2 separate regions of the Muntiacus reevesi genome follow, and region 2 is linked to region 1. Evidence: chromatin contacts called from public Hi-C data. All regions are on one chromosome and are shown on one strand. Each heading gives the region's core, a stretch centred on a gene start, on an enhancer-like site or on the middle of the called end of the contact. The rest is flanking DNA. Distances are from core to core; before and after follow the strand shown. Region 1 holds the start of AHSA1 (activator of HSP90 ATPase activity 1). Region 2 holds the start of SLIRP (SRA stem-loop interacting RNA binding protein).

What was found. A called contact is a pair of places that touch in the nucleus more often than the background predicts.
Region 2: a Hi-C map of muscle shows a contact between it and region 1, with 5 times the contacts expected there. The contact joins the promoter of SLIRP here to the promoter of AHSA1 in region 1. A contact is called at or near these places in 2 of 3 Hi-C or Micro-C datasets (blood and muscle).

Annotation. Positions count from the first base shown.
Region 1 is chr7:85,265,169-85,269,793 of mMunRee1.1, forward strand. AHSA1 (activator of HSP90 ATPase activity 1) reads left to right here and starts at 1,329. Exons shown (of 9, transcript XM_065941148.1): 1 at 1,329-1,553; 2 at 2,897-3,087. The coding sequence starts at 1,474. VIPAS39 (VPS33B interacting protein, apical-basolateral polarity regulator, spe-39 homolog) reads right to left here and starts at 855. Exons shown (of 20, transcript XM_065940930.1): 1 at 743-855.
Region 2 is chr7:85,453,159-85,457,370 of mMunRee1.1, forward strand. It overlaps SLIRP (SRA stem-loop interacting RNA binding protein), which reads left to right and starts at 1,524. Exons shown (of 4, transcript XM_065940704.1): 1 at 1,524-1,652; 2 at 4,156-4,212. The coding sequence starts at 1,556. It overlaps ALKBH1 (alkB homolog 1, histone H2A dioxygenase), which reads right to left and starts at 1,452. Exons shown (of 6, transcript XM_065940999.1): 1 at 1,266-1,452; 2 at 115-223. The coding sequence starts at 1,448.

The DNA.
Region 1 (4,625 bases), core at 79-2,578:
TGTAATAATCCACCAGAGGATTTCTAGAGTCTTTTCTTAACCATGCAAAGGCAGTGGATGCTTCACACTAATCTGTACTTCTAGCGCTTGTCATAACCTTTATTTCCTCAGCAAGTAAAAAATACAATGACTTAATGGTTCTAAAATTTATAAAGCAATCAGGTACAATTTTAAGAGGGGCTGAGAATGTGCTTCAAAATTGTTTAAAACACTTCAAAGGCTTGTGCCTGTCACTTGTTTACTGAGATCCCACCATACAGGGCAGTAGATCTGAGGGAAGAGCAGGAATACGACAAAGGAAGGAAAACGACTCGGCCGAAAAATATCTACAACCAACACGCTCCCCGCCTGAGGACACCGCAGAAACCAGCCTCTGAGAAGTTAGATTCGGACTCATTTATCATCTTTCGAAGCCAGGCCTACACAAGTGAGGTGACGAACTGAGACGAGGAAAGGCGGATTAAACTAGGAAGACTCTGTGGGCGAAGGGTCCAGGAAACACGGCTCCACCGCAGAGGCCAGAGCCCAGAACCTTGGTACAATAAGTGCTTGTTCAAAATCAGTTGTCTGGGCTCGCTCGCGGCCCTAACCCCGAGTGCAAGCCCAGGGATGGCCAGAAATGGAGTTAACAGTCAGGCCAGGGAGGTCGAGGGACGCCTCAGACAACGAGGGGAAAGGATACGGATGCGGAGAGGCTGGACTCGGCCAGATACGCAGCCCAAGGGGGTTGGGACACCCTCACCTCTTCGACACCGAGCCCTCCCTCTCAGGTCAGCGTCAGACTCCGCCGCCGAGGGTCCAGCCTTTCTACACAGGCTGTTCGGCATACAAAAGGGGCGGAAGGGGATAGTCCCGAGGAGGGGGGCAGAGGGCTGGGGTGGGGGTAGGAACCAAGGGTCGAGACAGGCGCCGCAGGGCATGCTGGAAGTTGTAGTTCCTTCAGCCCCTACAATCAGGCTCTGCACGGACAGGCCGCGGCTGCCTCTTGACTACAACTCCCAGAATCCCCAGCGCCCCGTGCCTAAGCCCGTTTCCTCTCCTTTCAGCTCGACCTTCCGAGGTTATCCCGTGGGTCACTCGACAAGACTACAACTCCCGTGAGGCCAAGCAGGGCCGATGAAGGGTTTAGGGAAACAATGAAACGTGTTCTGTGTGTCTCTGTGGGTGAGGAATGGTCGTGTGAGCTGTCGCCTTTCGGGCCTTTCAGGGCATAACTCGAAGGAGTGTGAAGGATTCCTTAGAATAGACAGAAGCGAAGGTCCGGCGAGGGGCAGCCGACGTACCCGGCGGGAGGGAGGCGGAGCCGGAAGTCAAGGCGGGGAGGGGCGGGGGGGGTGGAGGGAAAAGCAAGCCAGGAGGATCTTGCAGCTTCTTCTAGTAGTTTCCAGGCGCTGCCGGGCGGCCGCGACCGGGCTGTCCTGAGGCTGTGGCTGTGGCTGCTCGGGAGCTGTTGGCGGTGCGATAGGAGAGCCGATGGCCAAGTGGGGTGAGGGCGACCCACGCTGGATCGTGGAGGAGCGGGCCGACGCCACCAACGTCAACAACTGGCATTGGTGAGGGCCAGCGGGCCAGGCCGCGGGAGCGCTGCGGCCGGGCCGGGGGTTGCCGGGGGGGTGGGCTCTGGAACCTTAGCCGGGACACTGCTGGGGTCGAGGCAACCCTGCCTGCCAGGAGATGGGCGTGGGTCCTTCCTGTCTCCAGGGGTCCGTAAGTCGCAAGCCCCTCCAGCCTCTGACCTCCGTTTCATTGGGTGGAGGGGAGGCCCGGGGTTGGGGTCGAGGGACGACGTAGAAGGCTGCATTCCAGACGTGGGGGTTTCACATAGGAGGACTTAGCCCTCCCCTCGGCTGCTGCATTCAGCCTGAGCGGAGAGATGCTTCTCACACGTGGCCGGAGGCGTCATTGAGACCCAAAACTGCCGTGTATAGTGTTGAGAGATTGCAGTTAGGCTCGAGAGGGTTGGAGTTACTATTTTTTCGGCTTTCGGGTGGAATTAAAAGTCAGTCATAAGGGATCGCTGCCTCACTCCAGAAAGCCAGGTCTTAGAACGTGTTGTGCAGGTGCTCAGAGCTGAGTGATGCTCCAAGGCGCCGTGGCCTCTCACCCGGAACTGTTAAGTTGGTTGTATCGTCGCTCCAGGGACTGCCGCTGGTTGCCGGGCAATCATTGTTTATAATCCAACTACTCTTAAAAGCCTACTCTTTCATGAAATCTTCTGCAAGTAATATTTTTTATTCTTTCTGAGTCCACTGAACTTTGTACGTAAACTGTAGTTTTACTTTGTTGCAGCTCATCTTACTGTTGTTTTCTCTACTAGTTAGAAAGTTAGAAGGTAGATAGTTTTCCTTTGTATTTCAGCCTGCTTCCTCTCCTCTTAACATAGAATGGGTTGACTTTAATTTTTGTTTGTTTTGAAACCCTGGACTTGCATTGTTTTCAGGGCCATTTGAAGGGCAAAAAAGTTATAACACAGCGTGAATTTGATAGGTCAAAACACTGCGCTAATGAGATCAAGATGATTGGTTTATTCTTACCTGGACCTTTTGGCTCACTGCGTTCCGTAACCCCCTTGTGTGGTCCTGACCTCAGAAGCGCACAGTTTTCCATTTGGTCAGACGGGGGCGCCGTGTTAAAGTATTCAGTACTGACCCCAGCACCATCATGCTGAGTGAGGAAAGGAGAATTTTCCATGAAGTTTGAAACCATGCCATACAGCAGTAGTCCTTATTGACAGTATAGGACTCCTGGTCTTCCTAAATGCGTTTGTAGACATGGTGGAGAAGGGCTGAGGGTTTTGGGTTCTTTTACAGCCTCCTGTAGCCTTGGGTGCTCTTGCATAGAGCAAGCAGTGTATCCTTCATTCGGCTGCTAGTCCATAGCTCTGTTTGTTTTGCAGGACAGAGAGGGATGCTTCGAACTGGTCCACAGATAAGCTGAAAACACTGTTCCTGGCTGTGCGTGTGCAAAATGAGGAAGGCAAGTGTGAGGTGACAGAAGTGAGTAAGCTTGATGGAGAGGCATCCATTAACAATCGCAAAGGCAAACTTATCTTCTTTTACGAGTGGAGCATCAAACTAAACTGGACAGGTAAGTCTGTGCTCGACTTTTAGGACGGGTTAACGGCTTTTGATTGACCTGTTCAGGAGCCAGGGAAAACAGTTTTTGAGAGGTTATGAGCTTTTTTAGAGGGAGATAGTGTGCTGCTTTAGAGTCCTATAGGAAGCAGTATCCAATGTTGAAATTTTTCTGTCCATTTTTGCAGGACTCTAAATGGGTTTCCACTCTGTGGGTCTCACAAGTCTCTACTGATGTAGCAACTGGGCTGCTGAATCTTTGGGCCTTGTCCTGTTTGGGAGCATACAATGTGACATTTTTCAGACTAGCTATTTCTGCCCCTTGGATGACTTGAAAGTAGGCTATGGGAGTTTTTGGCTTTTGTTTTTTTAATTCCAGTGTGAACCTAATAGTTTAGCGTGCTGTGGGAATGCTGCTTGCCTATGATTATAACGGGCCAGTTTTATTCTCTAGCCTAATGTCTCTGTGAGGATATTAGGACAGAATTGGGGCCATCCTTGGATGGTCCTGACAGGAAGGAAAGACGGTAGAGTTAAAAGAGTACATGTACGGGGCAAAACCTGGAAACTCTTCTCAAGTGAGTGGTCACAAAGAGGCACGATGTATTTTTGTCTTTTTTTTTTTTTTTTTAAATTAAAACATAGCAGTCTGGAAGAAACCATAGGTGTCGTCTTTCCCAGCATCCTTTTTATAGATTGAGAAACTGAGGCTTAGAGAGGTAAAGATAAGTACATGTTAACTTTGAAATACAGTCAGTTCTGCTATAACGTGACACGTGTTTCTAAAATTCACCACACTATGCAGAATCTTCTAACAAAAACCACAGGGCTTGTAGGGAAGATAGGGTTAGGGACATGGCAGAATACTCAAACGCTTCATCAGTGATATTTTTTTAAATTTAGGAATGTAAAAATTGGTGGCACAGTTTACACATATTAAATCATAAGAAATACATAAATCATTTGACAAATATCGTGCTTTACCTTGGCCAAAACCCGAGGTTTGCTTGTGAAAGTGGGCATCAGGAGCACTGAGGCACGTGGGTTGTGAGGTGCTGGAAGGAGAGTCGTGGGAAATCAGAAGGAGCGTCATAACACCCGTCGTGGGTGGCGTGGCTCCTGACGCACGTGGTGAACTGAGGTCACTGTCAGATAAACGCTGAGACGTGTGTTTGTGTTTTCCTATACAGTTCTCTTTAGGTTTCTTTGTGGATGAAAGTGCATATAACCAAATATGAGATTCGTGTTACAATCAAATCGTCACTTAATATACCTATAGCATTGGAACAAATTTGTATTTTCAAAACAAGTGTTTTAGCAAAACTGCCAGTATTAGCTATTAACCCACGTCCTCCTCAGCAGAATCCATGCTAGTGCTGAATTCACATAGCTGTTAGTCTCACACTGGTAACACAGTTAGTCCCCAGAAATCTGATGAGAAAAGACATTTCAGGGAGGGGGGCCAGTGGTTGCATCTGGTGTGGCAGCCACCTTCTCTCAGAATAAAGAAGGTGGGTTCAGTTGTCCACAAGAAGCATAAGCAAAATAGTG
Region 2 (4,212 bases), core at 274-2,773, 190 kb after region 1:
GGTTTGGGAGCGAAACATTTGTACATTTAGTTTTCTTCTTTGTCTATTTACTCCTTCTCCAAAATTAGACAAATGATTGAGTAATTTTTGCCTTCTAAGCTCAACTGAACTCACCAGGATAGCCTTGGAGTCCGTAGGCTTGCCACTTGCTGACCGGCTGAAGTCCTGCTCTGAGTGCATCATGGTCACTGACTGAGGACAAATTTAGCTGAGATTTGACCACCTGACAGGAAGGAAACAGAAGTCAGCAGGCTAAAGCTATTTCACAGGTTAATTCTGAGAATCTCAAACCTCTAAATGCATTTCTGATGTGCAGCAGTTAGGAGCCTTAAGTTTGGGGTCCTAAATCAACCCTGAATATTTACTGGAAGGAATGATGCTAAAGCTGAAGCTCCAATACTTTGGCTGCCGGATGCCAAGAGCCGACTCAAGGGGGCAGCAGAGGATGAGACGGTTAGTAGCATCACTGACTCAATGCATAATAATTTGAGCAAACTCCAGGAGGTGGTGGAAGACAGAGGAGCCTAGCATGCTGCTGTCCATGGGGCTGCAAAAAGTGGGACACAACTTAGCGACAGAACAACAACAACAACAACAAACTTAGTTCTACCATTTACTTGATGTAAGACTTAGATGAGCCCCTTAAATCTCAGATCCTCAGTTTCCTCATCTATGTACTAATAAACACAACACAGCTATATAAAATTGAAGTCGTTATGAGGAGCTGACTTACTCTGGCCTTTAACACTATCTTCTCCTATGATACCATACCTTTGTGATTTTTTTTTTTATAAGATTCTGAATTATCAAAGGTGTTTGGTATATGGACTACCTTTGGTTAGGACTAACAATAATGCTTCTGAGGAAATTGAACCACGGTGTTTAAACAGGGCTTTGAGGAACACCAGGCTGGAGTGCTCTAGTCAGAAAAAAATCTTTCAATAAAACACTAGGAATTTTGTTTACTAAAAGCACCATAGTTGCTCTCTTTTAGATGAAACTTCTAACCGAAACTCCTAACTTTTTATCTTTGTGAATTACTTATAAATTAAACTTTTAAGGGACCTATGGAGGCTTCCTGGCATTTAAGAGTATCTTAAGAGACTTCCCTCGTGGTTCAGTTGTTAAAGAGTCCGCCTGCCAACGCAGACGACACAGGTTCAATTGCTGGTCCGGAAAGATTCCACATGTCACGAGGTAACCAAGTCCCTGAGCCACAACTGCTCAGCCCATCGCTTCCGAGCGCTCCGCTCCTCTCTCCGTACCTTGGTGGCACCAGGTCCCGTGCCGCGGGCTGCGTGGGACACCGAGAAGTCGATGACCCCTCCCAGGTCTGCGGTTCCGGGGCGGCTCTGCCGGTAAAAGCGGAAAAGCTTCCTAAACGCGTCCTCACCAGGCTCCGCTGCCAGCGTCGCGACGGAGCCCACTGCCGCCGCCATCTTCCCCATCTCGTTGCCCAGCCTCCCCTGACCCGGAAGTTAATTTCCGTGCTCCGGATTAGGCAGGCTCTTCCGGGGTCGTGACCTCAGATCACTAGAAGCTCCTCAGCCTAAAGATGGCGGCTTCTGCAGCGAGGGGCGCTATGGCGCTGCGAACGAATATCGGCCGGCCGGTTGCGTTTGTCAGAAAAATTCCCTGGACGGCGGCCTCAAGTGAGTTGGAAATGTAGTAGAGGCGGGCGGAATTTTTAGGTCCGAGCAATCCTGAAAAACCTTGCTTGCTGCGAAGCTCTTAAATCCGCGTGGTGGCTGGATTAAGGAGGCTGAGTGTGCTCCTGAGCAAGCCAGTGAGTAGAAAGAAATTTTGTCTGCAATTAGCCGTTTAAGGGATGCTTTTTGGGGCACCCATTCACCGTCTCCAGCCTTTCGGAGTTTAAAGCTTTCAGAAAATTAAGATCATGGCATCTGGTTCCCTCACTTAATGGCAGATAGATGGGCAAACAGTGGAAACTGTGGCTGACTTTATTTCTCTGGGCTCCAGAATCACTGCAGATGGTGATTGCAGCAATGAAATTAAAAGACGCTTGCTCCTTGGAAGAAAAGTTATGACCAAACTAGACAGCATATTGAAAAGCAGAGACATTACTTTGCCAACAAAGGTCCGTCTAGTCAAGGCTATGGTTTTTCCAGTGGTCATGTATGGATGTGAGAGTTGGACTGTGAGGAAAGCTGAGCACCGAAGAATTGATGCTTTTGGACTGTGGTGTTGGAGAAGACTCTTGAGAGTCCCTTGGACTGCAAGGAGATCCAACCAGGCCATCCTAAGGGAAATCAGTACTGGCTGTTCATTGGAAGGACTGATGTTGAAGCTGAAACTCCAGTACTGTGGCCACCTGTTGCGAAGAGCTGACTCATTTGAAAAGACTCTGATGTTGGGAAAGATTGAGGGCAGGAGGAGAAGGGGACGACAGAGGAGGAGATGGTTGGATGGTATCATCGACTCGATGGACATGGGTTTGGGTGGACTCTGGCAGTTGGTGATGGACAGGGAGGCCTGGTGTGCTGCAGTCCATGGGGTCGCAAAGAGTCGGACATGACTGAGTGACTAAACTGAACTGAACTTCAAAACTGTTAAGGTTTATGATTTAGAATCGGTTGTTTTGATTGCAGCGTGGGGACGGATTCAGCGTGACAAGAGGTAGTTTCAGTAGTTTAGTTCAAAAGTGAAGACTTCAGGGTAGTTATAGAAGGAGGGGGTCAGGTCCACTTACGTTAACCAAAGAATAATCGATAGATTTTGTGACGGTTTAAATGGGGAAGAGTACAGAATGGGGGAAAGGGAGGAATGACCTTCAGGTTTTTAATGTTGGTGAATTTGGTGATTAGAATGTAGGAGAAGCAGATCGAAAGAAGATGAGTAAAGTTTAAATGCGTTTAGTTTCAGAAACCTATGAGTTCTCTGTTAGCTGGACAGGGGACGTTGTGTATAGATTGAGAAATGCACTCCGAAGTGGTTCCCCTTGGGTTAGAATTCCAACTTGGTCTTTAGGTAGTTGTGTAACCTAGTTCAATTCAGTTTAGTCGCTCAGTTGTGTCCGACTCTTTGTGACCCCATGGACTGCAGCACGCCAGGCCTCCCTGTCCATCACCATTTACTGAGTCTACCCAAACTCATGTCCATTGAGTCAATGATGCCATCCAACCACTTCATCCTTTGTCGTTCCCTTTTCCTCCCGCCTTCAATCTTTCCTAGCATCAGGGTCTTTTCTAATGAGTCAGTTCTTCTCATCAGGTGGCCAAAGTATTGAAGTTACAGCTTCAGCATCAGTCCTTCCAATGAATATTCAGGACTAATTTCCTTTAGGATGGACTGGTTGGGCCTCCTTGCAGTCCAAGGCACTCTCAAGAGTCTTATCCAACACTACAGTTCAAAACCTAAAGTGTGTACCTAAGGGAACGTAATTGGGGGAAAAGGGCTCACCACTGTGTCTCAGTTTCATCACCCATAAAATGGAGTCAATAATACGTTTCTCCCTAGGGGTGTTGATTGTATTAAATGAATTTATATGTAAACACAAGTGCTTAGACTTGTACTCAATACAGGATAAGTACTCAATAAATGGTAATTGTTTTCATGATTACAAAAATTAAGCTCAAGAGAGAGGCTTAGGCTGGACATAGAGAGTTGGGGAGTGATCAGTACTGACTTCTGTTACCAACACTGCTTTTTGTCAACTGTAGTTTTGAGTTAAGGTTTTTACATTTGCTCACCAAAATGTAAAATCCATGGTCACTTTTGCAGATATTCTTGAGATTGAGATTTTATTTGGAAGTCTCTAATATAGCTAACAACACACAGTATTGTGATTGTTTAACTGTTTCTTGTGTGATCATCTCACGAGGATTTTAATCCATGCATTTAGCTAGTACCTGGTATGGTGAAGACTCAGCACTTGCTGGAGATGAAGACTAAGTCAACTCAGCAGTTTATCTGTCCATGTCACCCCACCCCAATACCTCCCCAAATCTGGTACATTACAGCTTTATAATCAATACCATAATAGTTTCCTGGATCTTAAAGCTGCAAGGAAATACAAACTAGCACTTGTTCACAAGGAGTTTGGGGGCTCTAGGACCCCTCTTGGTTTCTATCTCAATCTAGGATGGAGGATAAAACAATAACAACTTAAAAAATATGTTTTCTTTTCTTATACAGGTGAGCTGAGAGAACACTTTGCACAATTTGGCCATGTAAGAAAGTGCACTGTTCCTT